Regions from separate parts of the Zea mays genome. Here region 1 is linked to region 2. Evidence: chromatin contacts called from public Hi-C data. All regions are on one chromosome and are shown on one strand. Each heading gives the region's core, a stretch centred on a gene start, on an enhancer-like site or on the middle of the called end of the contact. The rest is flanking DNA. Distances are from core to core; before and after follow the strand shown.

The links. Hi-C and Micro-C count contacts between places; a contact is called where the count stands out from the background.
Region 1: a contact with region 2 is called in a Hi-C map of ear, with 2.6 times the contacts expected there. The contact joins the promoter of LOC100284527 here to the promoter of LOC100272307 in region 2. A contact is called at or near these places in 5 of 25 Hi-C or Micro-C datasets (ear, leaf and tassel) and 1 of 3 datasets of contacts at active chromatin or transcription factors (leaf).

The regions. Positions count from the first base shown.
Region 1 is chr5:83,699,157-83,703,782 of Zm-B73-REFERENCE-NAM-5.0, forward strand. It overlaps LOC100284527, which reads left to right and starts at 2,855. Exons shown (of 1, transcript NM_001372001.1): 1 at 2,855-3,827. The coding sequence starts at 2,935. The coding sequence ends at 3,498.
Region 2 is chr5:83,206,396-83,211,336 of Zm-B73-REFERENCE-NAM-5.0, forward strand. It overlaps LOC100272307 (60S ribosomal protein L37a-like), which reads left to right and starts at 1,761. Exons shown (of 5, transcript NM_001317390.1): 1 at 1,761-1,876; 2 at 3,031-3,070; 3 at 3,153-3,241; 4 at 3,498-3,580; 5 at 3,666-3,982. The coding sequence starts at 1,874. The coding sequence ends at 3,729.

The DNA.
Region 1 (4,626 bases), core at 1,605-4,104, 490 kb after region 2:
GATCATAATTTGATGTACCTTATATGCCGCGCGGATAACTATTAGTAAATATATTATGTAGATTGGGCATCTGGTGGTGTCAATAAAGCCTTAAACAGTATCTTATTTTGAAATATAGGACTTAATGTATAAAAAACAGTTTCAACAGTGCTCTATTTTATAATTTTTGTCAAAAAATTCTAGAGCAAATCATTAAGTGACCTAAATATACTACATCTATACTAGTGTCATGTCCTTGTTTTCTGTATTATTCTCAATATTTTCTTGCCTAGTAATCTAATTTACTTTCTAAATATATGATTTAAGGTCTAACCGGGAGCACAATTTGTTTTTAGTCTAAACACTTCAAACAATATAGTATTTTAAATTTTAGGGCAGTGTATTGAGTCATCTTGTTTAAAATGCTCTTATATCAGTATGCCGACGCAAAGATCTGTTGTGCCACAAATCACTAGATCCATAGCTACTGGCGTAGGCACTTGGTGGCGGGGATGGCCGACAATTGCCATGAGCAACTGGATGGCTCCAAGGCTCGCGTGTTGCCGAATCTGTCCCCACAGACCACAGGCACAAGCAAGCAGCACAGTGGCGCGAATACGCCGGCCCCGCGCTGGTGGCACCGCGGCTACCAGCACGACACGCTCGGGGCTGAGAGAGGCGAGCACATCACCTGATCACCACACGCGCGGCGCAGGGCCGATGCGAATGCGATGCGGTTAGGGATGTAATATGGTTCGGAAAATATCCGTCCGGATCCGGATTCGAAGATGGTGAACACTGGTTCGGATAAAATTTTCGGATATTCGGATTTTTTTTCGGATAACGGATACGAATACGGATAGTCTGATCGGATGTCGGATCCGAATATAATATGATTGATATCCGTCGGATATCGAATATCCGCGACTTTAATCGGATGTATCCGAAATTTATCCGAACAAATATCCGACAGATCACAGCCTACGCCCAGCCAAACCCAGCCCACGGCCACAGCCCACATGGCCAAGACAGCAAGGCAACATGCCAACAGCCCACATGTATGGTCACGCTCATGGCTAACTACAGCCCACAAGGCCACAACCCGTCAGGCGTCAGCCACAGCCCACAAGCCACAGCGGTCGTGCAGCCAACATAGCTCTTGCAGTGGCTTGCTTGCTTGATCCTAGATACAAGAAAAAGTTGGTAGAATATTTCATGTTGAAGATTTATAAGGACAGTGCTGTCGCAGAACTCACTCGCTTTATGGATGTTGTGAACCAATTATTCCAATCATATTTGACCAGTACACGTGATGTTTCTATTACTCAAACTGATCTTGCTGCAAGTACATCTAACTCAATTTGTATAAATACTGACATTGACGAGTTTATATATGAAGATAATGATGCAGCCAAAGGTGAAATAAATGAATTGGATGTGTACATGAAAGATAAACCAATTCGGTGGGTTGATCCTACTGGTAAAGGTCTACAATTTGACATATTATCATGGTGGAAGGCCAACCAAGTTACATATCCTGTTCTCTCGCGTCTTGCTCGTGATGTATTGGCTGTTCAAGTCTCTACCGTGGCCTCAGAATGTGCTTTCAGTTCGAGTGGGCGTGTTGTGAGTAAATATCGCAGCCGTTTAGAGCCTGAGACTGTGGAGGCATTAGTTTGTACCAAAGACTGGAATCTTGCATCTAACAAAGGTAAAACTGACAATACATACTTGTTGTTCCTGTTTTGCTTGCTGCTAAATATTTTATCTTATCACTTTTAGATCGCAATGATAAGGTACCGTCAATTGTTGAGGAGTTCATGGCAGATGAAAATGAATATAGCTCGACAATTGAAGAGGTTAGTATTTATTTCAATTACTTGCTGTTGTTGACAATTGACATACTATGTTTCAATTTAATATGCACTATCTGTAGGGACAGAACCAAGTTGACAATGAAGGAAATGGTGAGGATAGTGAGGATGAGGGCAGCGATATGGAGTTATGATTTTTCTGCAGCTGTTCATGGGAGTCTGTTTCACAAGTTTCAGTGCTCTGAAGCCTAAGATGATGCTTAAATCTTGGTTTTCGACATTTTGGCGCTAGCTGGTAGCTGCTACACTTAATCCTTAATGTAGTAATGACAATGTAGTTCTAGTTTGGAGAGGCATGTACTATTGTGACATTTTGGCACTAGCTGGTAGCTGCTACGACATTTTGGCTGCTAGCTGGTAGCTGGTAGCTAGTTCTATTGTGACATGTACGCAGTATAGTACTTAGCATTTAGCAATGCTGATGGCTCACGCTCATGACTGCTTGCCTATTTACTTAGCTTTATCTGTCTATTAGCCTGATCGGTTGTGACATTTGAATCTGGATGCTATATATGAATGAATGATGTGTCTTTATATCCGAAGAAAATATTCGTAACCGAAGATATTCGCATCCGATTCGTTCCGTATTCGATATGTGACAATCTGTATCCGTAACCGAGACAATCCGTATTCGTATTCGTATCCGAAGATATTCGAATTCGAATCCGAATAAAAAAATGAAAACAAATATAATATTAGTAATATCCGTCCGTATCCGATCCGATTACATCCCTAGATGCGGTGGCGACGAATACGATAGGACAGGAGGAGGCCGCGGCAGGCAGAGGCAGCCGGCCGACCGACCGACCGACCCTGGGACGTGGACGTGGTGACGCGGTCGGGGAAATCAAGACTCAACAGACCGACGCGGCGCCCGGGTCGTGGCGGGCCCCGGTGCTTCAGCCTCCGCGGGGCCGTGCCGACCAAACAGGAGCAGCCGCGGGCGGGACTGCGGGAGGAAAGGAAAAGAAAGGCCACTCGGGGCGGGGCGGGGCGGGGCCGGGCCAAGCCAAACGCGGAGTCGCCGAGGAGGAGGACAAGGCAGGGCAGAGAGGGAGGGAGGAAGAGGAGGAGGAGCGGGATGCGGCGGGCAAGGCCGCCGCCGGTCCCGGTCCCGATGACGCCGGGGGACGCTGGGCCGGAGGTGAAGTACCGCGGGGTGAGGCGGCGCCCGTCGGGGCGGTACGCGGCCGAGATCCGGGACCCGGCCAGGAAGACCCCGATCTGGCTCGGCACCTTCGAGTCGGCCGAGGCCGCGGCCCACGCCTACGACGCGGCCGCCAGGACCATCCGCGGCGCCGCCGCCAGGACCAACTTCCCCTCCGCCTCCATCTCAGCCACGGTGGCGCCGCCAGCCGCCCCCGCCGCGACGTCTAGCCACAGCAGCACCGTCGAGTCCTGGAGCGGCGGCAGCGGCGGCGGCGCGCCCGTCGGGATCCTCCGCGCCCCGGCCGCCGAGGAGGACTGCCGCAGCTACTGCGGCTCCTCCTCGTCGGCGCTCTGCGAGGACGGCGCGTCGGGCCCGGGCTGTGGCGACGAGACCGCCGCGCCGCCGCGGTGCTCCCCGCTTCCGTTCGACCTGAACGTGCCGGACCCCGCGGCCGACGAGATGGACTGGCGCTGCGACACGCTGCTGCACCTGTAGCCGCGAACGCGAAGCGAGCACTCAGCAAAACTGCTGCTATCGTGCTATGTCTCCATAGAAATTGATAGCTTAAATTTTTTCTCTCCACCGCTTCTTTAGTCCCACTCTCTCTCTTTTACCACTGCCAAGATTCGGTAATACTTATTTGTGATAGTGTGAATAACTGATCATGTAATCCGTGGAGGGAACCTGTTCGTTCTGTTCTCGCAAACCTTCCTGCTTCCTGCTGTGTAGTGTATCTGTAACAGCACCATGTATGTGACCACGGCCTCTTGTCTTGCTGTAATTCTCAAGATGATGGAATCAAGAGACGCCTTTGGTTCTTTTTATTGCCAGCTCCGTGCCGTGACTGTGACAACCATTGCTTCTCATTCAGGAATCAGGATTGGCAGAGTATCGTCATCTTCAGCCCAAAGGCATGTGGAAGCATCTGATCTGACCTTGCTGGGGCTCATGGCAGCACTCCTCAGAGCAGCTAGATCCAGACAGGGTAAACGTAACGAAGGTTACACCATCTTATTAGTGGTATCCTCCAAGGCCTGAGTCAGTCTTCTTCTTCTTCTGAGTTCTGATTGTAATGTAAGGCAAGGGAAGGAAAGCTCATTTCAGTTCTTGACTCGTCAACCAACAACTCGACGTAGCTAGCACTTGTACATACAACAATTGTACTCGCTAGGAGACAAAGCAAGGGTCTGCAGCAAATGTTACTCACGTTATGCCTGGAGTCCGGCTGCCACGTGCTGCGCGCGCGCACACACACACGCACCTTTTGTGTCTGGCACGTGCTGTATATAGCTGGGAGCCTGGGACGGGGCGCTGGAGTTCCCCATCCACGTTTCTCTCTACTCGACACATGCCGCGGCGAATTCCGCCCTTTGCCTAGCCCCGCTTGCCCAATTGGTTCCACAGTCCACACACGGATTGCAATCTCGAGCGAGATTCACCGGCGGTAACAAAAACCATGATAAAATTTCGAAATTTTCGTTTAATTTTATTGAATTTCAAAAAAAACATAAAAATGGGAATAAAACCAATAAAAAAACTAGATGGTCCTAACAGCTAAAAAATATTTAAAGTTCAAAAATTAAACGTTCAAAAATAGGATACCTGGGCTTCACACTGCTGTGT
Region 2 (4,941 bases), core at 511-3,010:
ACTTTGAGCAATGTGTGATGATGTCCAATTATGTAATCGTTGTGTACGTGAGTTTCTGATCCTGGCACGTACATGGTCCGCATTCGGTTTGCCTTCCAAAACCGGGTATGACAATTTCTTTTAAAGTTGGTCAAAATTTTATTAGCAGTTACTAAGTATAAGTAGATACCAACCCAAATAAATAAGGGATCAAGATTAATAATAACACCCACAATGCAATGCATATGGAAAATTAAGTTTAGTTCCATAAATTACTGATGTGAGGGTCCGAGCCGCTCATGACCGTGGGCACGACTGATATACCGGTTTTACACTCTGCAGAGGTTGCACATCTTTACCCACAAGCCGTGTTACCCATTTGCCACGGGGTTGTATGGACCCCATACACCTCTACCAAGGAAGCAAGACATGGTAGCACTACGAGGCCTTTCCAAAGTTCCACTAGTTCGAGAATACTCACTACGGTCTCAAGAAGAAGGAAGCATAGGAATCCCTCGTCCGAACCGCCATCACAGCAATTCGACCCGAGAACCTCCCTATACTCTGCAGCGACGCCTCCGTTGCCCCTTTCGGGTAAGGTAATCTCTCCCTAGCTTTCCTAATTACTTAGCCAAGGGCGTCCCATCCACCCTTGTGGTGGCACTGTTTTCCCAGTGGTTCTCCATGTTCCAATTGACATGATGATCTTAGCATGAACAATTATTAAAACAACAATATAATTGGAACATGTTCATAATATAACATTAATTTCCCAAAACCTGGTAGAGCAATAACAAATCTACCCCATAGTTCATCTGTTTGCAAGGTGGGGGATAAACAATGTTAGGGAAACCTATTAGGTCCCATCAAATTGACCTGAGCATGTCACAGTGATTAACAAGGTCATTATTAGGTAAAGAAGAGTGATAAAGGGCACAATTTGCCTTAGACTCGAGATTCCCAGGTACCAACTTGGTCTTCAAGTGATTCGTAACCTCGCTGCTAGTCGCAACAATACAAACAAGCATGGTATAAGCAAAATTAACATCACACCAATCATGAGAACATATTGCATAATAATGATCTACACATCGTAACTATATCCTAGGTTCGAGAACCACTAAATTCGGAGTTACAGTTATAAAGTTATGATTTTTCGATGGTTTAAGTGTCTACTTAAAGCAAAGGACGTACAATGTTTTAATCATAGGTTTCATGGTAATACAAGGTTACTAGATGATAAACAATATTAATGTGAGATTAATGCAACTGGAATGGATAAAAAATGAGTCAAATTCATAGAGTTATGATTTTCCCAAGATTGAGACTTTATTTTTGCACTAAAAATAATTTCTGTATTTATTTTAATCAACTTCTCATATATCTAGACTGGGCCCTGAATACAGAAGAGCTCGGGGTTAAAACTATAAATTCCAAGGCCAAAGTTGAATTCCAAGACAAAAGTAAAAGCCAAAAGTCAAAAGCTAAACTGAACACACCCGTAATCTGTTAGAGATGCTATAATATCATTTAGGGAAAAAATAAAAAAATATCTAAATAAGTATCGGCTTTATTTATAGGATGAGAAAGTTAAACCAAACACACCCTCTCATAGGTTGAGGAAGCTGAAAAAAAAAGACGTTGGATGTCTAATTTTGTTACCCGGAGAAAAAAAAGGCCAATACAATTTCTCTCTCGTGTCTCAATACTCCATTTTGGCCGGCCCATAACAGCACAGAGGCCCGATCCATATATACTTACACGAAACCCCAGCACCTCCCATATAATTTGTCTCTCGTGCCTCGTTGCGTCTTTGTCGAGTCTAACCCTAGCGCGCGCCGCCACACCTGCCGTTGCTACCGCCCCGTACCTCGCTTGCTTTCCCGTCGCCGAAATGGTATGCCGCTTCACGCCTTCACCTCTTCCTCCCATTCTTCGTGTGACCTTGTTTGTCGTACAGCCGATGCCCAGTTCTGTCTGGCCGCTTGTTCGCGCGAGATCTAGAGTGCTTGACTTCGCAGTCCAGCTCCTGTTCGATATGTATTCGGCCAGGCTCAATAGTTTAGTTTTCGGGATTAGGATCATGTACAACAATCATACTTTGGATCAGTCGTTGTGTTCCTGTGTTTTCATGTAAATCTAAGCCCGTTGGTCGTAACACTGTTAGTCTGGAATAGCTCGCGCTTTAAAGTGCAATATATTGCTAGCCTGCTGCTAGGGTCATGCGGGTATTTGGAATGTGCTAGCCTTGAATATGCAATTTAGGGTGGCACGCTGCCTTTTGTGCATTATATGTTTGGAGAAGTTGCTATCTCAGGTTTCCTAGGGTGAGGCACAAACTGTGTAAAGCTAAAGGGTAAAGGCCACAAGACATCATCCAAAAACTGCTACAGTAAGGGCAGGAAGCTAACTATATGTTTCTACTCCACATTTAAGCCCTAAAGTGTTCTTGGTGATCTTGTTAATTGACAACATGTTGAATGTAAATTCCACACAGTATTTTATGAGTCCTTTGAGGTATGCTGTATGTGTGGTTTTCGTCCTTAGTGTTTGTGCAAGTTCTAGCAAATTGGAAAAATTCATTGTTAGTTTAGTGCACAAAGGCAAACTAGCCTGACACCTTTGCCATGCCATCAGTAGCCACTCCACTGCACCAGGCAGCATGCAACATGAAAGTAGTATCCAATGCAAAGCTTAGCCTTTGAACACCTAATGTATAAATCAGTGGCTTATAATACTTTTCTCCTTTGTTGATTTTAGTTATTATGCCTTTGCTTGTCAAATGTATATCGGGTAAATTCTCTCTTGCTGCTAGTGGAGAGTTAATAGCAACTAACTGACCTTAATGTTTTTTAGTGGTCTACATATCTATTGTTTAAGAAACTATATTTTTCTCTTGTTGATTGTTAAGGTACCTGAGTGTGTGCAATCTTTTATATTGATACTAACTTTATTCTTGAAAAGTTGCAGCTTTACACTTACCAGTTATATTGCATTGAATAATTTTAGTGAGCAGTTGTGATTTATTTTGTTTTTATAATGCCTATGCAGACGAAGCGCACCAAGAAGGCTGGAATTGTTGGCAAATATGGTACATGCTCAAGAAACATGACATATTTCCCAATATGTGTGTCTGGGATTTGATGTTAACCTTGCAAATTATACTGTTGTAGGAACCAGGTATGGCGCTAGCTTGCGTAAGCAAATCAAGAAGATGGAGGTATCTCAGCACTCCAAGTACTTCTGCGAGTTTTGTGGGAAGGTAGGTCTTCTGGTAGTTACCCACCCTGCTTCTGTATTTGAGTTTTTTTTTATCTTTATGTACTCGTTATCACCACTACTGGACTGTTATGAACTGTAAGCTGCAGACTAATTTTTACACACATGAAAGCAATCGGTCTTAAATATATTTGTCTGTTTATAAGTTCATATATTTGAATGGTTTATAAGATGTTTAGGCATGTCGAACAATGTTTCTAATATAGATGTGTCCCACTTTTGCTATGTTGTCTTTCCAGTTTGCTGTGAAGAGGAAAGCAGTTGGAATTTGGGGATGCAAGGACTGTGGGAAGGTCAAGGCTGGCGGTGCTTACACCATGAAGTAACTTTTTGCTGACTCTCATCTTGTGTTCCATAACCGTAATATTTTGTTAAGCATGGCCCAATTCTGTTTTCTGTATTTGCAGCACTGCTAGTGCAGTCACTGTCAGGAGCACGATTCGTCGCTTGAGAGAGCAGACTGAAGCATGATTTAGCTTGCTACATCAGGGTTCTCCTAGTTGCTGTTGTCGGGAATGTTGAGCTCCTCTAGTTGGATCACGAGACTGGCTAAAAGTTGGGTGCTAAGATTTGTAGTTGGTTACCGTTGTGAATTTCTCAAGTGATATTATCCTATGCTTGTCTCAATGACTCAAATTTGGTTGTGGTTTCTATGCTTTTGGCTGTGTCAATGGTTTGCCATTGTTGAAATTCAACCCTTAATGCTGCCTCTTATAATAAAAAGTTTTTTTATTGGTCTGGTTCAGAAAGCAAGATTATATACGCTTCTTTCTACTTGGCAGCTTCACAATGTAGAATCCACCAGTGTAAGTGCAACTGTGCAAGTATGGTCATCTGCACATAACTGTCGGGTTTTCTTATTTTTTCGGAGTACTACTAAGGATGTTCTGGTTATTGAAAACTTCAGTTTGGAAACTGCAGTACTACACTTTAAAATTCCTTTTTCAGATTTACCCGTGAAGGTTCTGGTGTTAAAATGTTAAATGCCTTTTCAAATTTTCTCGTCAAGATCCTGTAGTTAAAATGTTAAAAGCTAGGAGTGGCATTGGTTACATCTTGTTTGGTTCAATTAGATAGAGCATAATTTTACTGTGGTTGCCACTCATGTCACTGGCGCTTTGCACATTCTTTCCGTCAAAGTAGAAACTGTGCGAGAATGAAATAAGAACTGTCTTTCTTTATTGAATAAAGCAATGTATTTATACAAGGGGAGGAGACACAAAAGGAGGGGTCAAAAGCCACGTTCGTACGTAGGGTGCAGGGGCACGTCCCTTTGGAAGACGCCGGTTGCCACTAGAGCAACTGATTATATTTTATAACACTCTCCCTTAAGCAGTTGTCCATTATGTATATCCTCCCTTGAAACCTGTAAGCAAAGAGGAGGTTTGCAATAGTATACTGTGTAAACTCCAGAAAAACCCAGTGAGAAAAATATGGAGAAAAACAACAGTATATGATATGTCTTTGGTGTCTCTATCGAAAAACCCTGATGGGAAAAATCAAGAGACTGACATATGCTTGTGTTAACATTGCCTCATTAAAAACCTAACATGAGAAAACATGATAGTAAAACTCATATAGGAAAAGAGTACAATGTGATGCTAGTATTAGGTTGATCAAAGAGATACTCCCCCTGATGCAAGCAAATCTCTAAGTCGACGCATACCAATACCCTTAACACAT